Linked DNA regions of Gossypium hirsutum: region 1 is linked to region 2. The links are chromatin contacts, called in public Hi-C maps. All regions are on one chromosome and are shown on one strand. The core of a region is the stretch at or near the end of the contact, and the rest is flanking DNA. Distances in the headings are between cores, read along the strand shown.

What was found. Hi-C and Micro-C count contacts between places; a contact is called where the count stands out from the background.
Region 1: a contact with region 2 is called in a Hi-C map of leaf, with 2.4 times the contacts expected there. The contact joins the promoter of LOC121227919 here to the promoter of LOC121227916 in region 2.

What each region holds. Positions count from the first base shown.
Region 1 is chrA04:8,397,947-8,404,124 of Gossypium_hirsutum_v2.1, reverse strand. It overlaps LOC121227919 (disease resistance protein At4g27190-like), which reads left to right and starts at 1,697. Exons shown (of 4, transcript XM_041110862.1): 1 at 1,697-1,823; 2 at 1,934-1,970; 3 at 2,156-2,219; 4 at 2,309-4,732. The coding sequence starts at 2,355. The coding sequence ends at 3,938. LOC121227918 reads left to right here and starts at 4,988. Exons shown (of 7, transcript XM_041110861.1): 1 at 4,988-5,291; 2 at 5,384-5,518; 3 at 6,164-6,178. The coding sequence starts at 5,007.
Region 2 is chrA04:8,207,148-8,213,280 of Gossypium_hirsutum_v2.1, reverse strand. LOC121227916 (28 kDa heat- and acid-stable phosphoprotein) reads left to right here and starts at 4,864. Exons shown (of 8, transcript XM_041110860.1): 1 at 4,864-5,060; 2 at 5,818-5,855. The coding sequence starts at 4,994.

The DNA.
Region 1 (6,178 bases), core at 448-2,947, 190 kb before region 2:
TTATTTATTAACATTGTTCGTTCAATTATATGCTAACCAACATGTTTGTTTAATGTTTGTAAACATGTTTGATTAAATTAAATAAACATATTCGTGAACATTAAACAAACGAACATGAACACACATAATTATAAATAAATGAACATAAAAAAAATTTAAAATTCTTAACGAACATAAATTACAAACTTAAAATAAATAAACGAACATGAATAAATATTTGTTCGTTCAAACACGGTTCATTTACATCCCTAACTGAAAATAGTTTCCAATGAAAAAATCAATTATTGAAAGTTGAAGGAAAATATGAGAGCATAGATTTAATATTTCCCAATTGTTCTTGAAAGCTGGAGTAAAAATATGACCCAAAAACTTTCACTTTTTTGTCAACAAGGAAAAAGCATGGGGAAATTTTGTCAAAAAGGAAAAAGCATGAGGTGATTGGCAAATCAATCAGCACCAACTTGTTGCAAAGTAAGATTCCCTTTTCTTTCCAATCCACTAAAACAAATCCACTCACGCATATATTTAAACTTCTTCAAGGAAAATGTGAGAGCATAGATTTATTATTTTTTAATGGGTTAATTGCATCAAATAATCCCCATTCTAAATTAATTCATAAATTTTAAATCATTTTAATACATCTCTAAACTAACTAGGTTATATCAAATAAAATTTTCTATTACCAAAATCATTAATTTAATGGTAAAATTATCTCTTCCGTCTCCCTAAATTTTGAAATTAAACAAATTAGGCCCTATAAAAAATTGTAGCAATTTAATCCCTGTCAATTTTAAAAATAAACAACTAAGTCATGATGTTAATATCTTTCATCAATTGTGTATAATTTTTATTGGTATAATAACAAATTTAACCCTCGATATTTATGTATTTTGTTAGTTTAGTCTTGATTATAAAAAAAATCAACAAATTTAGTCTCAACATTTTCAAAAATATTGCGAGCTAAATTTGTTAAATTATGACCAAATTGATAGTATGTGTAAATTAGACGAGCTAAATTTATTATTATACTGGTCAAATTTATGTAAAACAGATGAAAAACACTAACGTTGTGATTAATTATCTTTAGTTGATCACTTTCAAAATTGACAGAATTAGATTGCTCTAATTGTTTTAGAGGGATCAATTTGCTCAATATCAAAATTGAGAAGGACTAGAGAGATAATTTTACCCAATTTAATCATTAAATGGCATGTTATAGACATAATTTAAAATGAAAATTTTAAAAATGAATATTATAATTGTTGCTCATTTTTTTTTAATTTCAGTTTTACAGCATTTTTGTTTTTAATTTTGAAAGTTATGCAACATGATTCTATTTCTTTAAAATTTTCATTTTAAATTTAGCAACATAACATTTGATGTGTGTTTAACTATTGTAATAACAAAAGGACCCAATTGCTATAGTATTGATAAATTAAGGATGTATTTAGAATATTTGAAGTTTGGGGACCAATTAAAAATGATGGTAATAGTTTAGGGATGCTTGATGGAATTAACTCTTTTCAGGGTGCTAATTATTAAGTCTGCTTTAGGACAAAGTGAAAAAGTTGAAAACCGAGTACAAAGATGACCCAAAGACTAACCTTTTTCTAAGTCCTCTGACATGCCTTGTTGGTCTTTTTTGCAGACCAATCAGTACCAGCTTCATTAATTTAGATCCCAATATTGCTGTAATCTCATAACACAAATCCTCTGGCTACAAGATAAACTTTTTTTCCCCTTTCTTTTTGTATTCAGTTTTACTTACTTATGCTATATAAAAAAAAAAAAACCACCTTCAAATCCCTTTTAATTGTTTTGAAGTAAGAATCTTCTGAGCACTAAGTGTAGTAAATCTATTTATATATGCTTCATTTCTGTTTTTTTATATATAAATTGAAGTTGTTCTCATCTTTTTATGTTTTTGTTGAAGCAAGTAAGAGCTAAAAGACTGTTTGGATTTTGAAATGGTAAGTGGCCATGGATATGTTTATTATATTTTCCATCATTATATGTATAATATTATTAGTGTGAGGGTACAAATATTTTGATTTATTATTTTTATAAGTAATTAACTGTCTTTTTTATTTATAATTATATGACATTACACTCCTATATGATTTTATTTGTACATTGATTCTCATTGTGTTTTCAGCTGGACTGAGTTGAAAGAACAGCCCATTGATTCTCATAGTTTGAGTTGTCTTTCACCTTCCTTGGTATGTATAACAAGTAGTGTCTTAATCTTCAAATCACTTTTAGATTTTAAAATTTTTTTTTAATGGTAATTACTTATGATTCACTGCAGTGTTTGAACTTGGAACATCATATTCTTCAATTTGAACTTGTCAAGCATGGGTTGCGGATTTTGTGGGGCTGCTCTTCCTAACATCGTTGCAACACTGGTTGTGGACTGTGTGGTGAAACCGGTAGGACGTCAACTTGATTATGTCCGTCACTTTCAGGACAATGTTGAAAAGCTCCGAGAGAAAAAGCGTGAACTTGCAGATGCACGAGATCGTCTACTACATAAGATTGAGGATGCTAAAAACCGGCTTTTACTAATTGAAAATGATGTACAGAACTTGCAATCAAGGGCAGACGAAACACTGTCGGATATGGGAACTCTGGAGGAGGAAATCCAACTGAATAAGAGGTGTCTCAATTGGTGTCCTAATTGTAGTTGGAGATATCAATTAAGCAAGAAAGCAAAGAAGAAAATCCAGGATATCTCTAAGCTTTTGGAAAGATTTGGTCGACTTGGACCAGTCGGTTACCGTGATCCTACTGCCCTTCCCACTATAGACTTCCTATGTTCTAAGGAATTTGTGGTTTCGGAATCTTCGAAGGCTGCTTTCAAACAAATCATTGAAGCCTTAAAAGATGAGAATATCAACATGATTGGGTTGTGGGGGATGGGAGGGGTGGGCAAGACCACCCTGGTTCATGAAGTTGGAAGTCAAGCTCCAAAACTGAATTTGTTTGGCAAAGTTGTGATTACGACTGTGTCTCAAAAGCCAAATTTTGAGAGAATTCAAGATCAAATTGCACAATACATAGGCTTTGATATGAAGAATGAACAAGGAAGAAGATCCGAGCAAGAATTATGGTTAAGGCTGAAGAATGAACCGAGGATTCTTATCATCCTTGATGATATTTGGGAATCTATCAACTTAAAGGAGAAGATAGGAATTCCAATTGGGGATGATCATAAAGGCTGCAAAGTTCTTTTAACAACCCGTCGTCAACAAGTATGTCGAGCTATGGATTGTCAAAACGTGGTAAAACTTGACTGTTTGGATGATGATGAAGCTTGGACTCTGTTTGAAAAGAAAGCAGGTCTAAATGTCTCTCCTAATAATGATATTAAAATCCTAGCAAAGCAAATTATCGAAAATTTCGGGGGTTTGCCTATAGCTATAGTTCCGTTGGGAAGTGCCTTGAAAGGTAAAAGTTATCACGAGTGGCAAGTTGCTTACCGGAGACTCAAAGATCGTAGATTGACTGAAATCGAGGATGTTAATGAAGAAAATGCCTATGTATGTCTTGAGGCGAGCTTCGACTACTTGAAGAATATGGAGACCAAGACATGTTTCTTGTTGTGCTCTTTATTTCCTGAAGATGATGAGATTTATATGGAGGACTTGGTAGGATATGCATGGGGACTGGAGCTGTATAAAGGCATGAAATCAATTAAAGAAGTTAGAAGTGAAGTGCTTGCATCGATTGAGACCCTCAAGAACTCCGGTTTGTTGCTAGATTGTGGAGAAAGGCATATCAAAATGCATGATGTGGTTCGCCAATTTGCTTTGTGGATAGCATCTTCAAGAAAGGAGATTTCTTTTGGGATTGTTGAAACACTCCCGATGGATGAAAGTTTCAAGAATTACATAGCAATCTCCTTCGAAACTAACCAAACGGATGAACTTCCTAAATGAGTGGTTTTCCCAAATCTCAAATTTCTTTTACATGGTGGCGATTGTTTCATGAAAACTTCAAGCGAATTCTTTGAGGGTATGAAGGCATTACAAGTTTGTGCTTTGAATAATCAATTGATATCTCTAGCTGCATTTCAATTTCATATGAACCTTCGGACTTTGTATTTGATTAATTGTGAACTCTCTGACATCTCAATGCTTGGGAAGCTGAAGACACTTCATATTCTCTCTTTAAGTCGATCTGATATCATTGAATTGCCGACTGAAGCTGGTGATTTGGAAAATCTAAGACTGTTGGATTTATCGTGTTGCAATGATCTACGAAGAATCGCTGCTAATTTAATACGAAGATTGTCCAATTTAGAAGAACTATACTTGCATGGTTGTAGTTCATTAAAATGGGCGACTGAGAATTCAACTAAAAGGGAAAGCTATTACAGCCTATCAGAGTTGAATTTATTGCCAAAGTTGGTTGTAATATCATTGGATTTTTCTTCTAAACATCTTCCAGATAGCTTTGTGTTTCGTAGATTATGGAGCTTTGATTTTTGCATTGGCATAAAAAGAAACACGTGGTTCCAAAAGAGGGAAACTTATCCAATCTCAAGATCTTTGAGAATCAGTGACTCTGTAGATACATGCAAGCAACTATTTGAAGATGTAGAATCTCTTGAATTGAATGAGGTGGAGGGTCACACTAACCTTATTCCGAGCTTGGACTTGGGATTTAGTAAGTTGACTTCTCTAGATCTTCGATGGTGCCACTCTATACGATGCCTAATTGATGCATCAAAGCAGAAAGTGCCAATCACTACACTCTCTAATTTGAGAAAGTTATCATTAAGTGGTATGTTTCATTTGGAAGAGATGTGCAATGCTCCCCAGCCGCAAGGTTTTTTACAAAAGCTTGAAGAGGTTATAGTTTCATATTGTGATGCGATGCAATTGTTATTCCCGATTGCTGAATTGAGTAGCATAGAACAAGAAGGGCCCAGTCGTCATTTAAGCCTCCAAAGTCTGAAGATTGTTCAAATATATTTCTAAAATGATTTGAAATATATCTTCCCAATGTCAGTTGCTAATAGCCTTGGGCAATTACATACTTTGAAGATAAAGAGTTGTTGGAGCTTGGAAGGCATAATCCAAGACTCACAAGTGCCATACATAAGCCTCCAAAGTTTAAGGGAATCAGAAGTTGAAGAATGCAATAATTTAAAGTATCTCTTCCCAATGTTTGTTGCTAATACCCTTGAGCAATTGCATACTTTGAAGATAAAGAGTTGCTCACAATTGGAAGATGTAATCCAAGATCCACAAGTGACATACATATATCTACTCCAAAGTCTAAGAGAGGTATGTGTATTTCACTGCAATAACTTGACATCTGTTTTCCTTATTGTCCTATGGTCAAAGATTGAGAAATTTGATTATGCTTTTCATTTCAGGTTTCGTTGATTGATTTGCCTCAATTGAAAGGAAGGGATGTGAACAGCATTATACTCACACAATTGTCTTTGCAGAAGTTAGAAGTGCACAATTGTCCTCAATTGACACATCTTATTATTTCGACTAAGATAAAAGTAAGATTTTTCTTTTTGTTTTATATTATTTATTTGTTTGTTTGTTTCCTTTTTTTTTTGATAATTCGTTGTTTGAATAGTTGTTTAAAAGATAGATTTTATTTTATAATTTTGGTCTAAAACTAATCTAAATAACCTTTAAACAAATTAGTTGATTATGATACCATATAATAAGATTAATAAAATTTTCAGAAAAAAATGTCATGCAAACTTTATGTTTTAGATATATTGCAAACTAATTATCTAATACTAAATTATATTATACCTATTATGTGGGTAAATTAAAATAAGCTATATAAAATCATATATAAGTTTTAGTTTGGTTGGTATCGATATTGTTGTCTGAATAGGAAGATGTGGGTTTAAGCACACTCAAGCACGTTTATCTTTCTATTTTAATGTGGGAAGGAATTTTGGATGAGTTTAGTTTAAGTAATTCCCAATTGTGTTGTTACCCCTTTCCAATAATTTATATGTACAGATTATGTGATATTATTTATGACTGTTTTTGTACCACATTTTTGGAGTATAATATTGATTTAAGGTAAAATAATTTTTTTGTAAGGAAATTAATTGATGAAATTTTAAGTTAGTTGTTGACATCTTTGAACATTTTGAAATTGAAAATTGATGATATGTTTATAGGAATTGGTGTTTGGG
Region 2 (6,133 bases), core at 3,615-6,114:
AGGGGTCACACGGCCGTGTGGCCAGGCCATGTGACTCACATGACCAAGTCACACGCCCGTGTGCCTGGCCGTGTCCCAGCCCATGATTGTGCCCGTGTAACTCACTGAATTGGGTCACACAGCCAAGCCATATGCCCGTGTGCCAAGCCGTGTACCCTTTGAAATGGCCTCGCATGCCCGTGTGCTAGCTGTGTGTCTCACACGGCCAAGTCACATGCCTGTGTCTGGCCATGTGGACCTAAAATGTGCCTTAAACTACAAGTTTACCATTTTCTACTTGCTTGGGCATTAAGCAACTCAAAAACCATTCGTTTAACCTATTCAAACCATGATCAAACACATTCAGAACATGCCCAAAATAATCATCCTAGTGCCTAAGTAATATACCCTCATTGGTACCACATTTATATCATCAAAACATATCATCAATGTATCATTCAAATCAAAATTACAAATATGCCAAACCATTGAGTAAAAGCATTGGTTCAATTCAACATACCATATTATGGCTTCAAACAAAAACACATGGTTACATATATATATACCAAACCAACATAACACTTATGCTTCATTTACAATTCATCCACAAATAACTATCAACTAGACATCCTAGGTACATGCCAACATAAAAGATAAACATAACCACATTTGAGTCGGGATTGTTGCTGGATCTAAATCGACTATCAAAAGTGAAGTACCTAACCTGTGCACGGAAAACAAAACCGTACATTGAGTAAAACTCAGTGATATTTCTATAATCTGAACAATTAAGAATATAATGATACAAAAATGCATAATTTGAATTATATGAACATAATGTTGTCTAAGCTTGTATTTGTCATATACCATTATTTCAATTTCACATGCTATCATATTTGTTTTGTTTAACAAATATCTCAATACACATTTCTAGCTATATAAATAGCTTTTCACATATCAATCCACATTTCAATTAAACAATAACATTATCCATTCCATATTCAGTTCATGAGTATATAACTCATATATTCCATGTATTTACAACATATTTCACATTCTATTTTCAATTCACTATATCACTTCCATTTCTCATACCATGCCATTTCAATATCAATTATAGAACTTTATTATTTATTTACCCCTATTAACATGATTCGGACTCAGACGGATACACGGATCCAACCAACACACCAGTTTGGCACCCAGTGCCTTATCGAATGAATCTGAAGTAATAACTGCGCCCAGCGCTATATAAATTGACACCTAGTGTCTCATTGGTTAAATCGAAGTAAATTGGAACCTAGTACCTCATCGACTCAAAGTTGAAGAAATCTCTAAACTCTTCTTATCCTATGGCATGCCATCTATATCCAACTCAGCCCGATACAGTTAATAGAGTTTAATTTCACATTTCAAATTCAACCAATATCCAATTCTCATATTTGTATATATATTCATTTCAATTCAAATAATCAATACATTCATAATGTATGTACCAATTCAATCCATTTCAATCAACTATCAAAATGCCAAATACTCACCTCACACACTTACCAAATGCATTAAATCGAATTCTAATAATTGGCAACTAGGTTCGAATTTATAGAAATACAAACCGTGGATTCCGAGCTATTCGACGTCAATTTTATCCTTACCCTTTTTAGTCGAGGATTTCAGTACGACGTTAGCTATGGAATTAAAACAATTAAAATACATCAATACAACACAATTTAATTTCACATTGAGTATTTCAATTTTTACTCAATAATTGCTTAAATTTCAATTTATTCCCTAAATGGAGACTAATTTTTATTCTTTATATTTAATACTATATTCTCATACAAATTTCACTTTAAACTAAATTTAACTCCTTACTTTCAATTAAACCCCTAAATTTTGAATTTTTTTACAATTTAGTCCCTATTGCTCAAAATTTACTATTTGTTTTACAATTTAATCCTTTTTCATTTCTAGCTTAAAAATCTATCAATTTAATCCCTAATACTAAAACTATTCAACATTAACAACATTTAGAATCTTAATAATTGCTAAAATTTCAACATAGGCCGGTTAGTACTAAACACCAAAATTCCAAAAATATAAAAATTACAAGAAAAGAGACTAAATTGACTAACCAATTGAAGTTTGAACCCTAAAAGTCCCTAGGCTATGCGTTAACCCTTCTTATCTTCTTTCTTTTCTTTCTCAAACTTTTGCATGTCTTTATAATTCTTTTTCTTTATTCTTTCTTTTATTATTATTACTTTTATTATTATTATAATCTTTATATATATTAATTTCATTTTATAATTCATAATATATAACATATATATATTAACTATTATATATATAAATACCCCATTAATGCCGTCCACTGCCCAATATAAAGGTATAATTACCACTTTAATCCCTCAATTGATTTTTAATCTATAATTGAACTTTTACTCTATATGCGATTTAGTCCTTATACTATAATAACTTTTAATTCATGCAAATTTACTTAATCGAAACCTAATTAACTTCACAACTAACTTCGTAAATATTTATAATAAATATTTACGAGTCTGATTTACGGGAATGAAGTTCCAAGAATTTACTTTCAGTCACCCTTGACTATAGGGTCGTTACAGTATCTGTCACGATAAGCATGTAAATTATAAACATATTTGATACTTGTTAGTTCTGTATTTGCATTTGGGACGAGATTTATGTATTGGAGGAAATGTGAGCAGTTTGATTATCTACCATATCTGGTGGCACAGCCACAACTATTTCTATATACAGCGATAATTCGCCTATTGATTTGGAAGGTAAGCTGCAAATATTCTGAAAAGTGTCATATCGACACTGAGTGGTGTGTAGGGTTGGATGGGTGTTTCATACCCCATATGGTGTGCTGGGATGATCGGAGTTGGTGTGTAGCTGATGGAAGTAGGATTATATTTATGCATATGTATTACTCTGATATGTTCTATTTTTGATATTTTTTGTCTAGCTAATTTATGCTGTTAAAAATTTGTATGTTACACACTGAGTTTCAAAAAACTCACTTTTTGGTTGTTTGACACTTTCAGGTAACCATCAGACTTAGGCAGATCGATGTAACGGGAGCTCGGTTTTAATAATTTAGTATATTTGATTTACTTAAATTTGGAATTAAGGTTTTTTGTAAAGTTTGAATTGTTTAGACAGTTGGGACTGTTTTGGTTTTGGACTTTATTATTGTTTTCCATTTAAAATTGTTTAAACCGTTTTTATTGATGACGCTCAGTTTGCCTGTGAAGCAATGAATTTTCAAAACAACAAATGATATTTTTAAAAACCTAATGCATTAAGAATTTCACTGTAAAACGTTTTAGAAAGTGTAAACAAACAACATTTTACAAAAACAGAAAACTAAGATGTGTTTTCAAACAAGTTGGATTTTCACGTGACAAAATCTAATGATGTCTTTTCAAAATCAACGAATTTTGGGTTTTTAAACGAACTTATAATAACATTACCAAATCTAGATATAACTTCTAGGCCGGGTTTAAGGTGTTACATTTATTGGTATCAGAACCACTCGCTATGCCTCTTGAGCGATGGTGGGGCAAACCTCAACAAGGATGTTGAATCCTTAAGAGATATGATTGTAACACCTTAAACGAATCCCACATCAACAAAGCATGAGAGAGACCTGGACTATATAAAGGGGTAGCAATACTTAAGTGGTAAGAAGCCTTTTGGGGGTGTATGGGCGCTCCCAAGAACAAAGCTGTGAGGGTCATGTGTGCTCGAGTCAGGTATAGGATGTTACATTTTCAAAACAATCAATTACACCCTTCAAACTTTTTGCACCCAATTGAGTCATTGAACTAACAAAACTGGCTAAATAGGCCCTTTAGTTAATGTTGACCATTAGTATTTAATGACAACATAAACATTGTTGTTAATAGACACAACGTCAGCAAAAAAAAATTTAAATATCATAAAATTATTTTTAAAATAAGTACACAATAAATCTAGACAAATGGCTATTTAGGTTCATTTGATTAAGGACAACCATTTGTCCAAATACATTTTAGAATTACAAAACAAATAAAAAATGATTAAAATCATTAAAATTATAAAAAATATTAGAAATTTATAAAAAAAATATTAGAAATTAATTAATCATAAGATTTTATAAAATTTTTAAATATAATTTGTTATTTTTATATTTTAAACCAAAAAAATGAATATCAACAATTTATATTATAAAATAGAGCTTAATTATTTTTATACTTTTTCCTTTCATTTTTAATTTTCATAAGTTATATTAGTTAAATAATTTAATCAAAATGAGAAGAATAATTTTTATGAAATTTTATAAAACTAATTTATTTTTATAATTTTTATAGTTTTATTTAATTTCTAATAATATTTATAAATTATTTTTTTTCTAATTATTTTATGAATTTTTAATGAATTATTATTTATAAATTTTATAATATTTCCAGGTTTTTAATTAATTTCTAATACTTTTTAGGATTTCTAATACTTTTTAGGAATTTTAATAAAAATTTACAGTTTTTATAATTCTAGAATGAATCTAGAGAGATGTTTATCTAGATTCAAATGAATATGAACAATCACTTAATCCAATCACTTAATCCAAATTCTTTGTACTTATTTTAAAATATTTTTTAACTTTTTTTCGACCTAACATTGAGGTGTCAATTTACTGTTAAATACTAACAATTAACATTTTTCGAAAGAATAATTAGTCAATTTTATTAATTGAAGCTCAATTATACAAAAAGTTTGAAAAAGGTTTAATTGATTTTTTAAAAAAAGTTTAAGGGTTTATTATATCAATAAACCCTTTTAAAACTTTTTAAACTTTAGAGTAAGAATCTAATTCTTAACAGGCATAAAATTATGTACTTAAGAAACAAATCTCCCGTCACAGGCCTCAGGTCTCACGTTCACCTTCTACTGCTTCTTCATTTCTATTTTTAATCAGAAAATATATATTAAAATTAAAATTAAAATGGGAAGAGGAAAATTCAAGGGCAAGCCCACCGGTCACCGCCACTTCTCCACTCCTGAAGAGCTCCGTACGTACTCTGCCTCTTTCCTTTTCTACGTATTTATATACTTTTTTAATTAATTCCTTTGCATGTACGTATTTCATACGTATTGTAATACACTTTTCTGGTATTCGATCTAACCTAGCTTTCAGCTTCTGGATCAGTAGCTCTAGCGTATTGATTTTTCTTTTTTGTGTGTGTCTGTGATTGAGAAATTTTAGCTCCTAAATAGAGAAAATAGGGAAATTTTTACTTAAAAATTTTCTACTTTTAAACTTAAGTTTTGGGTTTTAATGAACTTAGATATGACTCTGAAATTTCAAGGATGAATTGTTAGATTCGAAGCTTTTTGGGTATTTTTTTAATTCGTTTGCATGTGATGTACTTATGCGTATTTCCATTCGGTTTTAAAAGGTATCTGATCTAACCAAGCTTTCAACTGTTGGATTGGTAGTTCTATCGTATTGAATTTTATCTTCTTCTTCTTTTTTGTACTTTAAATTTCAAATTTTGTATTTTTAAACTTAAGTCTTAGTTTTGAAGAAACTTAGAAATGATTCTGCATTAAGTGGATGAATTATTAGATTCCATTTTTTTCTTTCTTAATATGTTTAAATACTTTTGTTTCTTTTAACCAGTGTGGCTAAAAATTTGAGCTTTGAGTCAAATTGAGAGACCAGAAAGAAATATTTTAATTCTTTGTGGTTTTCTTAAGTGGTTTTATAACTTTTTATCATTAATCTCACTTTGTTTTTGTTTTGTTCTAATGTTTTAATGGTTTCAGGTGCTGGTACCTCTGCTCGTCCCCGTACTTTTAAGAAGGTAAGATTTTTATGCTAATTTTAATTCATTTGTGATTATAAATTTGGAGAATAAAATATATACGGTGAAATTAGTTTTTGATTGTTATTAGTTAACTTTCTTTTATGGAAATCTGTTGTTGTTATCATGTATTGTTGCTATATATTGCCTGAAAAGAAGTGATTACTTATCTTGAGAGTGATTTTTGTGAAGAAGAAAACACTACGAAGTTTGAAAAACCAAAATCGATGCTTTGTTTGAACTTTTGCCAAGTTATGTTCGGTCCCTTTTCTTGTAAG